Linked DNA regions of Mus musculus: regions 2, 3, 4 and 5 are each linked to region 1. A link is a contact called in public HiCAR-type and promoter capture Hi-C data. All regions are on one chromosome and are shown on one strand. The core of a region is the stretch at or near the end of the contact, and the rest is flanking DNA. Distances in the headings are between cores, read along the strand shown.

Region 1 (2,858 bases), core at 166-2,665:
GAGGGGGAGATCACAAAGCAGTCAGCACCCAGTGGCCCACTCCCCTGGAGCTGGTTCTGAGAGTTCAAGGAGGGCTCTGCTCCACTTGCTGAGAACAGACTCCTATAGCTTCTATGCCCGTGCCTCAGTGACCAGGCATCCCAGTCTCGGCTCCACAGGGCACATCCGGAAAGCTGAGTGTCAGAGAGGTTTCCACCAGGAAGGTGCTGGGTGGTTTTTAAACAGCGCAAGCTCATGAACAGCCAGGAGCAGCTCACTCTTTTACACCAGATGCAACAAGCTCTACATCAAAGGCTTGGCACCTTGATTTTTAATTTATCAGTTAATTCATTGTTTGATATTGCATATGTGCATATAATACATTCCTGTCACACCAATTTTATGTACAAAGCAAAGGAATCATAACAGTTGCAAAGCTACAGAATTTCTTCATGGCAGTTTTTAATCTCAGTCCAAGAAATAAGTAATGCCAGACAGGTGACAGAATAACAGAACAATGGCCCCACGGAAGAGACTGTCCTACAAAGGTTACATTTGCCATATAGTACGCACCAAACCAAAAGAGAGGTGATCTCTGCCTTATAGATAGTGGAAGGAAGGAACAGAGAGGTTAAGTACTTGCCTAAGGTCACACAGCTAAGAAACATTGCTTGAACTCAACCACCCTTGTGGTCTCCCCCAGACCCTGTGCCATCAGCCACAGGTTGCTCCACGGCTACAGGTTTTCAGGATCTTGGCAAACTACAGAATGCATTTGAATGCTGTCTGCCTTGTCCAATTAGCATTTTATACAGCTCCTTCTGGCAAAAAGCACAGCTGATCTATGATCAAACAGCATCCAGTCTGTCTCCTGAATAGTTCGTGGCGCTGTGGGCGGCTCTCAATCCCCATAGCTGCCACCTTCACTCACGCGGCCCTCATTTCCCAGTTCAACTGTTACAGTCACCTCCTAATTGACCTTTCTGTCTCTGGCTCTAACTGTAGATGAACATCCAAATAAAATTACAAAGCGTGCCCTGGTAGGCAGAGTATATATACACCTGCCCAAATAATTCCTAGAAACAACGGCTATTGGGAAGGGGGTGGAGGGCGGGGGGGGGGGGGGGGGGACAGCATCAAGCAAACCCAGGTCCTCTCAAATCTAGAGGAAGTCAAAGGCAGAGTCTGTGTGAAGATATTAAAGAGATCCGGCATGAGCAGAATTGCAGACTGCCTGGGCCTGCCATCAGAGTCCCGCATGGAAACAGCTGTAGTCGGTGTTTATCTGCACCCCTCCCTAACTCTTCCAACTTCCCTAGGACTTGGATCTCCTGATCAGAGAAGCCAGGCTGTCTCCCTTGCTGGCCTCCTAAGCTGCGACACCCCCCTCCCCCCGCAGGCACTGGGGAGGAAGGAGACTGCTCACATGATTCAGCATAAGTCTCCCTTGCTCCCTTCCTGAACCACACACTGCAAAGAGCACGCTGGAAATGCGGACAAAATGGGGCCCAACTTGGACAAGGAGGGTCCTGCTGCTGGGGATCTTTTGGGTCTCTGCATACCTGCCTGTCCGTGGTGTCTCCCTGCCCCCGCGCCTCCCAAGGGCCACAGGTAGGTGGCAGTGGGCCCAGACACCCCAGTCCCACGTAGAGATGTGGGATGGAGAGGGGAATGGCCTTGCCCCCTCCCCATCCCCGACTCCTGCTGTATCTGCTCTGCTTCGGAGCCCTGCCGAGGATGGGAAGCGCTCTTGATCAGCCAATGCGTCCTCAAGAGCGTTCTGTAGTAGTTCAGAGACCAAGGGGTGGACAGGGCTGCTCTTCTTATTGTTGGAGACATGATCAGTGCATTCTTCCCATTTAGAAGCAGACACAGAGAGGCGCTGTAATAATGCCTCCCTCCAACTCTCTTCTATCAGCTTATTTCATGAAATAATCTCTTACAAAGGCTATCTAAGGCTTTGAATCATACTCGTATTTCCACCAACTTCCCCATATCCCTCCCAAATACCCCAGTTTAGGCTTTGTGGGCTTCAGACGTGTGACTCCCACATCTTGTGATCTTTTCCTTTTCCTCGGCAGGAAACAGCACGCAATGTGCTGTCTCTCCAGCATCGGAGTTTCCCGAAGGGTTCTTCACCAAGCAGGAGAGCACGGATGGAGGTATCGTAATCTACTTCCTCATTATCCTCTACATGTGCATGGCCATCTCCATCGTCTGCGACAAGTACTTCTTGCCCTCCCTGGAAATCATCAGTGACTGTAAGTTGCCGGGAAGGTCTCCTATGACCTTCCGGAAGAGCTGTTGTCACACAGATGTGTCCATCTCAGCTGGTGGCAGAGCACCCATGTCTGTCCTGGGGTTCTGTGGGGTCCATCCTGGGAGTCCAGGCAGAAGCACGTTTTTTTCAGTTGTTATTATACATGGCTAGCTTCCAGAAGGTTCCTTTTGTTCCAGCACCCCAGGGGCTGTTAAGGAACAGCACCCCCCCCCCCCGGTTTTTTGTACCACTGGGTGCCTGGTCCTCACTGTTTTCTATTTCAAACCCTTTTCACTTGGGCTCTGTGAGTGGGGCAGAAGGAGATGTGGCCAAGGACCTCCTTTCTCTCTACTCCTTGACTGGCATCCTGCAGTTAAGAGAACTGAAATTCATGAACCAATAAGTAAATAAATTCTAAACTCCAAGTAATGGGACCTCAGCTATCAGGTAATAACAACCCTGGGTGCAAAGTGTTAGTAGATTCTGAAGATAAGCTCAGATACGCAAAGCCTGTGGCGCTGTAGATTTCCCAGAACTCTGAATAGGAAGCATCGCTTTGTGGATGCTCTGGTTCCTAACACGAGGAAAAATGATAGCTGTTCATCCACACGGAGCTGCC
Region 2 (2,700 bases), core at 80-2,579, 2.4 Mb before region 1:
AAAGGACCACAGAACTGTTATTATGTTTTTCTTTTCAAGGTTTTCTTTTTCTTTCTTTCTTTCTTTCTTTCTTTCTTTCTTTCTTTCTTTCTTTCTTTCTTTCTTTCTTTCTTTCTTTCTTTCTTTCTTTCTTTCTTTCTTTCTTTCTCTCTCTCTCTCTCTCTCTCTCTCTCTCTCTCTCTCTCTCTTTCTTTCTTTCTTTCTTTCTTTCTTTCGATACCTTTCTCCATTCTGTAGTTTAGGCTTGCCTAGACCTCACTAAGTAGCCCAGGTAGAACTATAAATTGTTCTAATCCTTATTTAGTCTCCCAAATGTTGTGATATAGGTATGAACCATCACAGCAAGCTTAGAATGGTTTCCTGCAAGATTGTAAGTATGATGAATTCAGATGTATGGATGACTGAAACAATACAATGAAAATGGTCTGACTCAGAGGAGCAGGATGGGTTAAGGCTGCCTGGGAAAGATAATCTATAGTTTTACTGAGAATGTGTGAATGAGTTGAGGGCCCAGAAACACAATCCCTTCCTGATATTTGTGACACAAGGAGGGGAGTGGCTGTTTTAGTGGGGATGCTGTATATTTCTTGGCCAAGGTCAGAGAACTTTATAGTTTGGCCCTGAACGGGATCAGCCTCTTTATGCAACACGAAAAAACATGTACTGTCCTCCACACCATATCCCCACTAACTTAGCCTCTACCCCTGTTTTAAATCAGTGCTGAAATCTGAAAGGTTAAGTTCACTCTAATTGCCTCAGTGGGCATCAGTTATGACTCTCAGCTGTACCTTTCATGCGACCATGGTCAAAATATGCAGAGAAAAACCTCTTAAGATCACCCTATTAAACTTCCGTTTCCTGGTCAGTTCTTTACCACAGCTATCCACACGCACGCTAGCTTTCACACACATCCCTTTACATATTGAAGATGGTTATTATGTCTTATTATTAATGTCTTCTTTCCCATTTCTAGACGCTCCAAGTCTTTGGAACGAGGATAAAAGATCTTTCATAAGATGCGAGTATCATGATTAATTTGGCGGGTATTTTATTTACACCTTGTTTATATCTGTAAGCACGTTACACCTTGTCAGCAGTTTGGGTTTTCTTTTTTTCCTTAAGAAATCTTTTTACTTCACAAAATGAAAACTCTTATGGCCTAATGGAGCAGCCGTATGTCTGTCAGATGCCAGCGGAGACCTTTTCATTGAGGCTCTTGGACCGACTACCGGGCGTCTGATGTTTATGGAGAGCCAGGCTTTTCTCACTTTCCCAGAAGTCCTTTCGACCGTCAATCAGAGGCTTGTTCCTTCTTGGCGCATGCGCGCCGCCTGCATCCGGCAGCCGGGTGGATTGCTGCCGGGCTTTCCCCGGCGTGGTTCCCCGAGTCATGGCTCCGGACTCGGGGCCCTTCCCCGACGGACAACTTTTGAAGCTGCTGCCGGTGGATCCCCGGGACCGGGACACCCAGCGCTGCCGCCTGGGGCCGGCCGCCTTCCGCAGCTTGGGTGCGCGCCTGGGCTCGCCGCTGAGGATCTCGTTGCCCGCCGGCGGCTGCTGCCTCTGCACGGCCTGGCCGCGGCGCGACAGGGTGGATGGCTTTGTGCAGCTGGACCCGCAGTGCGCTAGCCCCGGGGCCCGGGTGGCCACGGGGAGGATAGGTATGGACTGCTTGCAACCCGTGCCCTGTCCGCCCCTGCGGCGCCTAGAGGTGTGGCCGGTGCTGCGGCCCCAGGCGGGAGCCCCGAGTTCCGCCGCGGTGCTGGAGGTAGTGCACGAGCTGCTGCGCAACCGGCCTGTGTCTCGGGGACACGTGGTGACCACCCCGCCGGGTGTCCCCGGCCCTGTCGCAGCTCTGCACGTGATGGGCGGGACACCGGACCCAGAGCCCGGCGGGTGGGTCACACCGCATACCCGCATCACGCTCAGTGACAAGCCTCCGCCACAGGTCGAGCCTCCCGGGGAGGTGACCCTTGGGGGTCTGTCGGAGACCGCCGACTCCCTACGGGAGCTGCTCCGCCTGCCGCTGCGCTACCCGCTCGCCCTAGCCGCGCTGGGGCTGGCTGTGCCCCGCGGGGTGCTCCTGGCGGGCCCCCCGGGAGTGGGCAAGACCCAGTTAGTGCGGGCCGTGGCGCGCGAGACTGGCGCCGAGCTGCTGGCGGTGAGCGCCCCGGCGTTGCAGGGCTCCCGGCCCGGGGAGACCGAGGAGAACGTGCGGCGCATCTTCCAACGAGCCCAGGAGCTGGCCAGCCGCGGACCCAGCCTCCTCTTCCTGGACGAAGTGGATGCCCTGTGTCCCCGGAGAGGCGGCCCGCACCGAGCTCCCGAGAGCCGAGTGGTGGCCCAGGTGTTGACGCTGCTGGACGGCATCCACAGGGACAGGGAGTTTGTGGTTGTGGGAGCCACCAACCGGCCAGACGAGTTAGACCCAGCGCTTCGCAGGCCGGGCAGGTTTGACAGAGAGGTAAAGTTCCTGAAAGCTCGCCTTTTTGGAATGTTGGGTCAGGCAGGAGTTGTAGATCACTTGTCACATGCAAGCTAGAACCTGGGTTCAAATCGTTCTGGGAAGCAGGATGGTCATTTGCTTTGTTGAAGTAACTAATCCTGATGCATGCATATTAAACTGAAATAGCCTTTGGAATGAGAACTTAGTCACAGTAAGAGAAGGCAGGGAAGGTGAATAAAAACAGGCATAAGCCC
Region 3 (2,787 bases), core at 195-2,694, 2.4 Mb before region 1:
CTTCGCTTTACGTAAGGGATCTTTACATAAGGCGTCACTGGATGAGGCAACCTGAGATTCAGGTTCTAGAGAGGACTCCTGGAAGCAACCCACCTTGGATATCAAAGGACGACTATAAACTAATGCGACAGTAAAAATAAGGTCTAAAGCAAGAACCTTAGAGTGAGAAATTATCTGAAATCAGTTAAAAAAGGAGAAAAAAAAAAACCCTAGCTTCTGCAGCTGCCGGGGAGACCTCTAGCAAACTGTAGATACTCCTTTTAATAATGAACTTTTAATTAGTTGGCTGTATAGAGTTTTGTAAAGCCCTTGGCTATAAGCTCAAAAGGAAGCGGCATAAATAAGCATCAAATAACCAAAATGTAGACAGAGAGGAAAGTCTGGTACTGTGGATGGCTCTCTCTTTTCCCAATAAGATTCCTCATAATCTAATCCCTTCAGAACTTCTGTGTGAGAAAACAGAATGGTGTTCAGTAACATCCCTTAGTACTATAAAATTCTGATTCTAATCCATGTCAGAATTATTTTAGACGTTGAAAGATAAACCTGGCATTTTATCAGAATCTGTAAAAGGAGAAGTTACATGATATACAGTCAAGATAACACCCTAAACCCTACAGTAAAAGGCACTGTTTATGGGAGTTACAAGATATACCTGCAAGCTCTCAGTGGGCGCTCACGGGAACCGCACTTTGGAATCCCGTGTCCCTTTCCTATGGACCCACGAAAGTCTAGATACTCAGCAAACTTCCTGAAAACAAAGTTTCCACCTCAACTCCGGCGTAGCTAACAGCTGGACAAAGTCAAAGGCAAGCGAGTCGGCGACACAACTCACCTACAAGCTCTCCGATCATGAAAAGCAAGTAGAGGACGGCAGCGATGGTCAGCCTGGTCTTCACCTTCCTCTGCTTCAGCAACTCGCGTCGCTTGCTGCAGTTGTCACAGGGGTCCATTTTCAAACTCAGCTGACTGTTGGTTAAAGGTAAGTCCTGGTCCAATAAGGAGTCATCGTCGGCCTGGAGGGCCGGGTGCGCCCCGTTCACAGGCCTTTCCGGGGCTTCCGAGTCATCGTCGGCCACCACGACTCGAAGTTTATTAAAGCGCGAAAGCCCCTCGTCGCTCACCTCGTCCGAGAAGTCGAAGGCGCTGGTGTCATTTAAGAACAGCGGCGTGTCGTCTTTCCTCAGCAGGGATTTGAGGCGCTTCCACGCGCCGGGGCCGGCCATGGCAGCGGAGGGGCGGCCGGCGACTCCGCCTTCACCGGCGCTCGGGCTCCTCAGGGCAGCGCGGCGCGTCCCTGCCCATCGTGAGGAGAACGAGACCCCGCTCCTGTCGCCGCGCCCCGGCCGCGCGCCAGCTCCGGACTCGGCGGTGCTCGGCTACCTGCGGGCCGACGCCGCCGCGCATCCCCGCCCGGAGCTCGCGCTACTGCGACCCGGGCCAGGGACCGAGGCCGAGCCCCAGCCACTGCACCCGCCCGCCCCGTGCCGCTGGGAGGCCGGCCGCGGGGTCTGACAGGCCCGGCCTCCTCCGGCCCCTGAACGAGGCGGCGCGTGCGCCCGCGAGGCGCGAGGGGAGGGGTCGGCGCGGGCACGCAGGCCGCCGCTTGGGGGCGCGCCGAGGGGGCGTGGTCGCGCGTCGCCCCCTGCCCCCGCCCTCCCGGCCCCGCCTCTCGGGCTCTGAGGTCTTGTGCGCTCTGAGCCCCCGGGTGTGCCGCGGGAAGGTCCCCCCGGAGCTGGGTGTCACTGCTCTGAATTCCCTCCACTGGAGATGGGTCTCGGGAATCTCAGGTCCGATCTTGGTTATGGATGGTCCGTGGAAAATGTCCTTTAGTGCTTTCTTACCAAGTGGGAATCCTGGTAGCTTTTCTTCTACCCAATCGGCAAAAAATTGCCGATTATCTTGGTCAAAAGGCTAGGACAAGACTAGGATGGTCAGTAGTTCTATGGCTTGCTTTAAAGTTTCCTGTTTCTCAGCAAATATGTGTCTTCCTTCTGTGTTCACTGCTACGCTCCTTGGGCACAATTGTGTGAGCTTACTTTCCCTATGTTTCATCACATTCTCAAATGTCCTCAAGAAGCAAGATTAAAGGCAACACTGTTGGTAGAATTCATTTTAAAGTGTAAATCCTTGGCTTCCACCTTTCTTTCCTTTTGAGATCCTTAGGATCTAATCCAGGGGCTCATGCAAGTTAGACACGGGGCTACACCTGCATCTTGCCTGTGGTGTCCTGCAAGCTCCTACTTCCCCAGGGTTTACAAAGACAATATTTTAAAAAGTTTTTATATCTTACCAAAATTTCAGGTCACAAAAATACAATGAAAAAAATCACACGAGGCAATTTTAACGATTCTGTTGACACCTTAGAATCCGGTGCGAAAAGAAAGCCCTGGCTACTTCTGTATTCCAGAGTGATCCCTCAGTCCTAAGTTTTCCCCCAGAGCTGCAGTCATGAAAGCAAATTAGACCCTCCATGGTCCCGAGATCAGGAAGGGAAGGCTATTGCCTAGAATTTCATCAATCAGGACACGATGGTAATAGCCAAAGGGAGACAGCTTACGAGCCATTACATTCCTCGGCTCCAAATATCTTAGGAGTAGATTGTTCTGTTGTTTTTAATGTCCCATTTAACTGCCTACAATGTTTCAGGAGTGTCATCGGAGTCTCTTAAATGCAGCCTCAAGGTAGGAGGGATGTGAATGTTTCAAGAATAGTTGAAATAAAAGGATGGGTTGTTTGGGGACATTTCCAGCGCGCTGTGCTGAGGAGGACTGCCTTTGTGCGTTC
Region 4 (3,023 bases), core at 51-2,550, 2.3 Mb before region 1:
TGTCATTTTTAATTCAAAAGAAGAAAACATAAAATAATGAATGCAAGGAGGAGCTCAGTGCTAAATGGCAGGAGGATGTTTGTTGTTGTGAAATGTCTTCACTGTGACTGCTGAATGAAAGGGAGGAAATAATGAGATAATGAATGGTGTCCACAGTAAAGGTGTGTTTGAGTGTGCTGGCTCGTGTCTGCTGGAGGACCAAGAATTCAAGGCCATCCCTAATTACATATTGAGTCTAAGGCCAGATTAGGCTACAGGACACCTCACCTTGTGAAACAAAACAATAAAAAAGATATTATCCTAGAGCACTTAAAAGATGAATAGGCCTTTGAAAAAGATACTCTAGTTTGAAACAGGAACAAGCACAATGGACAGCGTACAATGCCCAGATTGCACAAGATGTTTGAAGAGTAATAAATTGTTTTCCTATTTGTATGACAACACTAATTATTACACATTCTATAGTTCAGCAACCTCACAGGGTTGAGTTCCATTACAAAAGCTTTAGGGGAGGAATTGGTTACCAATTTTTCTGGAGGTCACCCACCATCCAGAATAATGACTCCCTTCCTCTGTCTTCAAACCCATCAGTGTTTGTTTAATCATCCTTTGTAATCAAATCTTTTTTCAGACAGCCCCACCCCATCAGTTTTACAGACTGTTACCTTGGGTCCTTGGAGTACCCTTCCTATTTTAAGGTTATGTTAACTAGTAGCTTTTATTCGTTGCCATGCCCTCTAATATATTTAGAAGTCTCAAGGATTAGTCTGTGGACATTCTACCGTGGAGAGTTGAGAAGTTACCCTTGAAAAGTGGCTAAAGTGAAACTGAACATAAGATGGTGACAATAGGGAGCCAGTGCATTCCAGGGGCATGGCATTATTTGTTTATTTATATTAGTTTTTTTTTTTTTTTTTGAGATAGCTTTGGCTACAATATGGAAAACTGAACAGGTAACCTGAGGAGCAACTAGAGATGCTACTAGAGGTCAGAGTTTACAAAAGGGTCGAGAATCCTTACATTTGCTGTGGAGCTGAGTCTGTCCAAGTCTACATACTTTCCTTTAGAACTCATGATATCATCTTACAGGAGCCCAGCATGTGCTTTTGGTAATTTGACTTAATTTGTCCAAATGATGCTCCAAGAAAGCCTTTACGTCATTTCCAAGCACTGGAAGAGATCCTCAGCAACGCTCAAGCTCAGAGTTCGTATTGACTCACTTAGCGGCCCGAGTTATAAACTGGACACAACACTGGGGACATTCACACGGTTATGGCGACATCCGGTCCTCTAACCTCTCTTCCGGGTTCCGCCGGCCACCCTCTGTGAAACCGAACCCGCACGCGCACGGCTGCGCCTAGGGCGCTGACACGGGGGGGGCGGGGGGGGGCGGGCGTTCCGGACTTGCAGTAACGTTCTGCGTCGGAAAGCGAGGTTTTCCGCTTTCGTCACTTCCGTGTGCCTCGGCGGCTTTCGTCCGGATGGACTCTGGAACGCGTTAGGTTTCTTTGCCTGTGACTTCTCCACAGCACTCGCCTCACGCAGCGCCCAGTGCGGGGATATGAGTGTTCCTGAGCCACCGCCTCCAGACGGGGTCCTTACGGGGCCTTCCGACAGCCTGGAGGCCGGCGAGCCCACGCCGGGTACGGCTGTTTTGCGGGGCGACTGCCCACAGGGGCCGGGTTCGAGTGGGTGGGACTCCAGCGCAGGCGACCCTCCTGCCTAGAGCATCCTGGCCAGGCAACCCTGGTCCCGCGAGGAAACGCACTGTTGGGTGCGGTTTGTGTTAAAGGTTTGCGTTTGTGTTGCTTTTCAACTGTTTGTCACAGGGTTAGTGGTTGGCGATCAGTCTGCCAGAGAGAAGGTAGATTTTTAGGAAACTGTACAATAGTGTCTACTCATGAAATACTCTGACCTCCTAGGTGACATTACTTCATCCGAGACTCCAGCAGCCGTCCGCACATTTCCAGAAGAAATTTAAGCATTGATGCCCGAAGGCGTCCGTTGGACGAAGCAGTTAATTTGCTATATAGGCAGATGGGCACTGTTTATACCATCGTTTTTGTGAGATTGAAAACACCACTCAAATCATTTTCTGTGAGCATTGGTTCATATGAGAGAAGCTAGATGGAGCTTCTAAAAATAATCTCTGCGTTTCAGAAATAGGAAGCTACAAATAACCCAGCATTTCCTGGCAGTGCTTTTCTTTAATGACATATCCCTTTCATGACTTGTTCAGTCACATTAGTAATACTCTGTAGTACCTACTTGGAACCTGGGCCTCTCTCTTTCTCCCTTCCCCTCCCTTCTCCCCCTCTTTCTCTCTTTCTGCACATAACGAATGGGTGGTATGCATATAAATAAAAGCAGATGTCAGAGAGTAGGGCAGAGATAGGGATAGGTGCTAGCTGCAGGTTCAACTCAGGACTTATTTCATGTTAAACAAGTGCTCTACTACAGAGCTAGATCCCTAGCCTCAGCTGTCTGATCTTCTTGATAATGGTGTGAGCTTACTCTCCCATGAAACTGAATTTGCACTCTTGGATTCAGTTCCCTCTGTTTCATGTAGAGGATTCCGCAGGGCATTAGCATCTATCTCCCCTCAGCAGTGTAAAGCTACCACCGCTAGTCTCTCATTCTCACAGCATGGTGTGTCCATTGTTGTAACTTTACTGCCCCAACACAAGCTCCAGGCATGAATCCTTAGAATCCTAAAATGGCTTCTTGCCACTTACTGAATTTTCCATAGAATTGGCACTCAGGGACCCTCACAGGCTGACTCACGGCATATATTAATAGCTCACTGTTGCTTTCTGTGCATGGCCTTGCTGTTCATCCTTGCAGTTTCTCATTCTGTTTAACAATGTTGCACCCCCTCGGCTCCTTTCAGATTTGTATCCATATGAAAGTGGTGGCTGCAGTCTAAGTTGGGGCCATTTTTTAGAGGGTTTTTGCAGTTTCAAAGATGGTCACATGTTCTGTTCCACACTGTTTTCTAAGAATGTCTCCCATAGAAATAGGAG
Region 5 (2,700 bases), core at 88-2,587, 2.5 Mb before region 1:
TGAGACTCAGGATAACACAGATATGTACTTGAGGAGACCCTAAGATGTTGACTAGTAGAGGGGTTTTGGGTGATTAAAAAAAAAACCCACATAACTTTTTGTTGATGATAGACTGATTTTGTTTTTGTCATATGCTGTAATCTTTTAGAACTCCCAGAAAGATCTGGTTCCCAGCAACATGTTTCCCATATCTATCTCAAAGTTTTTGCAAACTAATTTTCAGAAACTTTCTTAGAAGATAGGCCATCCTCTTCCTCAAGGAAGTGCCCAGTAAGTACCGGCAATGTCCAACTGAAGGAGGAAGTCTTGCTTTTTCAGTTTGGAAGGTTACCAAAACGGAGTTCTTTTTACTGTAAATAACATGGGATCTGAAAAGACCTTATCTTTCAGAATAAGCAACCCCAACCTTTTTTTTAATCACTTTTTTTTTTCATTTCAAGTCAGAGATGACTGTCATGTGTACCATAAGGATTAACCCAGGCAGGCACAGAATGTAAACTTAAAAAGAGATCTAAGCATATTAAAAACCTTCTTTCTTTCTTCCTTCCTTCCTTCCTTCCTTCCTTCCTTCCTTCCTTCCTTCCTTCCTTCCTTCCTTCCTTTCTTTCTTTCTTTCTTTCTTTCTTTCTTTCTTTCTTTCTTTCTTTCTTTCTTTCTTTCTTTCTTTCTCTCTTTCTTTCTTTCTTCTTTTTAAGACAGGCCTGTATAACCTAGCGCAGGAAGATTCCCTTACCCACTCCCCCTGGCAAACCTCATCCCGCCCCCAAACTCTATCAGGCTGTTAAAAGTCCTCTAAGAAGGGAGCTAGAGGGACTCTTGGGTGGAGACCCAAAGCAAGAGAGCAAATGACAGCTGTTCAAGAACCAGCTGCTGGCAGAACTCATCTGCCAGAGCTATTCCTGTCAAGGAGCAAGGGAGGGTCTGCAGGCATGGGCTCGGATATCCCAAGGAAGCAGAGGGCCTGGCAGAGCAGCAGGTGGGGGACAGGATGGACTCATTCCAACTTCCCCGGTAAAGCCCAGGGATCCCAGAGTTTCAGCTGGAGCCGGCCTGTAGGCTCCGTCCATGCCCTCACATGCATCTTCCCAGAAAACGCCCTCACGGGCTACGGAACACAGACCACGCCACCCTGTTACCGGGGTGTCCAGTCTCCCTCTGGGTCCCCATCCTGCATCCCGCAGAGGTCCCGAGGCAGCGTAGGGACTCACCCGAGAGCCGATGTAGTGCACCGCCTCGGCACCTCGGCTGCCTCCGCGCAGACACCGCACCCGTAGCATCGCCCCGTCTCTGCTGCTCCGCGTGCACAAGGTCCTAGTCGCCAAGCTCGCGCCAGCTCCCAGCCTGCGGCCGCGCGCGCTGCTTTTGTAGCCGCGCCCAGGGCCTGGCCCATTGGCTGCCAGGAACAGGTGGCCTCGGCGTCCGTGGGTCACGTCCCGGGGCTGGCCCTTTTTTTTTTTTTTTTTTAGCTCGTGCCTCCCGTACTGGCTCAGGTCAGCGGCGGCGAAGACCCATGAAGAGGCTACCCAATGCCTAGCAGGGATGATGGTTCCTTAGTCTCTCTTGTTGGAAGTCCATTTTTCAACCTGAATGTGTAAACCCCAAGGCCAGTCTTAGTCCATGGGCCACTGAGTGGAACGGCCCCGAGTTAGCTTCCAAGTTTGTCGACCTGAGCCTATGTGGTGGTGGTCTTTAGAACACTGGTGGTCTTTGGCTAGGTGCTCCTGCTTTGAGAAACTCAGTTATGAAAACAGGCAGATAATAATAAGTCAAAAGTAATAAGGAGTGGGGGAGCTACAGTTAGCTTCTGCTTCTGAGGCACATCTTAAAAGGTTTCTTTCAATATGACTTGGGTGCTTGATTACAAAGTAGTTCCCTTAACTGGATTTGTAGAACTAAAACTAGAGAACTCAAATAGACACATCACTTCCTAGCAGAAGGGGCAGATTTGAGTACTTCTTGCCTGGCTGTGTCGTCCAGTCTGGCTTCCGGCCCTCCATTCTCCTGGATCCCGCGATTATAGGCTTGTATGATGAGCACCCCCCACCCCCCTGCCGGCTTCTCTGTGTTGTGTTTTCTAGAAACTGAGAACGGTGACATTGATAGTCCCTGGTCCACGAGCTAACCAGAGACCAAAATAAACGGTGCCGGTAAAGTCTAGGCAACTCTTAAGAGTCGTATGATTACGAGGTAATACTCAACAAAGAGGTCTCAAGGTCCTGATATGGTGAAGGGAGCCAGTGAGTCTAGGTTCCTATCTTAGCTCTGTTCTTAAAATGCTGTGTGGCTTGGAAGCACAACCCTGGACCTTTCTATCAAAGGCTCGCTCCTTCTGCTAGTGAGGGCTTCGGGGAATCTGAAGAATTTCTCAAAACTTAAAACTTTTACCCAATAGATGAACTCAATCAACTCTGGGGACTATGTCTTTGGGTGTACTTAGGGTGACCAGAGATGTACCCTTCTCAGTGAAGGGATTTAAAAAGATGGTTAAGGTTCAGGATATAGCTTAGTAGAAGAGTGCTCTCACTCACCTTGTATTTAAAAGCAGCCAAACAACCGAACCAACCAAACCAGCCAAAACAAACCTCACCACAAACCTTGTAAGAGCCAGCATAGTGGTTCAGTCAACTTTGTAAGTTCCAGGAGGGCTTGGTCTGTCTGATACTTTGTTTCAAACAATGGCTGGTAAGTACACATAAGAAG

The links. Promoter capture Hi-C pulls out the DNA fragments that hold promoters and counts their contacts. HiCAR-type assays count read pairs that join an accessible place to other places.
Region 2: a promoter capture Hi-C map of liver shows a contact between it and region 1, with 7 times the contacts expected there. The contact joins the promoter of Spata5l1 here to the promoter of Slc24a5 in region 1. A contact is called at or near these places in 5 of 39 promoter capture datasets (cranial neural crest, embryonic stem cells, hippocampal neurons and 2 more) and 1 of 115 datasets of contacts at active chromatin or transcription factors (embryonic midbrain).
Region 3: a promoter capture Hi-C map of embryonic stem cells shows a contact between it and region 1, with 16 times the contacts expected there. The contact joins the promoter of 4930417H01Rik here to the promoter of Slc24a5 in region 1. A contact is called at or near these places in 4 of 39 promoter capture datasets (embryonic stem cells, hippocampal neurons and liver) and 2 of 115 datasets of contacts at active chromatin or transcription factors (astrocytes and forebrain).
Region 4: a HiCAR-type map of astrocytes shows a contact between it and region 1, with 8 times the contacts expected there. The contact joins the promoter of Bloc1s6os here to the promoter of Slc24a5 in region 1. A contact is called at or near these places in 5 of 39 promoter capture datasets (embryonic stem cells, hippocampal neurons, liver and 2 more) and 2 of 115 datasets of contacts at active chromatin or transcription factors (astrocytes and forebrain).
Region 5: a contact with region 1 is called in a promoter capture Hi-C map of liver, with 5 times the contacts expected there. The contact joins the promoter of Gatm here to the promoter of Slc24a5 in region 1. A contact is called at or near these places in 4 of 39 promoter capture datasets (cranial neural crest, hippocampal neurons, liver and 1 more).

The regions. Positions count from the first base shown.
Region 1 is chr2:125,066,712-125,069,569 of GRCm38.p6, forward strand. It overlaps Slc24a5 (solute carrier family 24, member 5), which reads left to right and starts at 1,416. Exons shown (of 9, transcript NM_175034.3): 1 at 1,416-1,590; 2 at 2,061-2,240. The coding sequence starts at 1,470.
Region 2 is chr2:122,629,296-122,631,995 of GRCm38.p6, forward strand. Spata5l1 (spermatogenesis associated 5-like 1) reads left to right here and starts at 1,330. Exons shown (of 3, transcript NM_001033256.4): 1 at 1,330-2,464. The coding sequence starts at 1,391.
Region 3 is chr2:122,701,195-122,703,981 of GRCm38.p6, forward strand. It overlaps 4930417H01Rik (a long non-coding RNA gene), which reads left to right and starts at 1,445. Exons shown (of 5, transcript XR_866691.3): 1 at 1,445-1,790. Slc30a4 (solute carrier family 30 (zinc transporter), member 4) reads right to left here and starts at 1,469. Exons shown (of 7, transcript NM_011774.3): 1 at 836-1,469. The coding sequence starts at 1,226.
Region 4 is chr2:122,737,062-122,740,084 of GRCm38.p6, forward strand. Bloc1s6os (biogenesis of lysosomal organelles complex-1, subunit 6, pallidin, opposite strand) reads right to left here and starts at 1,301. Exons shown (of 2, transcript NR_156706.1): 1 at 1,021-1,301. Bloc1s6 (biogenesis of lysosomal organelles complex-1, subunit 6, pallidin) reads left to right here and starts at 1,444. Exons shown (of 5, transcript NM_019788.3): 1 at 1,444-1,643. The coding sequence starts at 1,562.
Region 5 is chr2:122,609,940-122,612,639 of GRCm38.p6, forward strand. Gatm (glycine amidinotransferase (L-arginine:glycine amidinotransferase)) reads right to left here and starts at 1,338. Exons shown (of 9, transcript NM_025961.5): 1 at 1,209-1,338. The coding sequence starts at 1,277.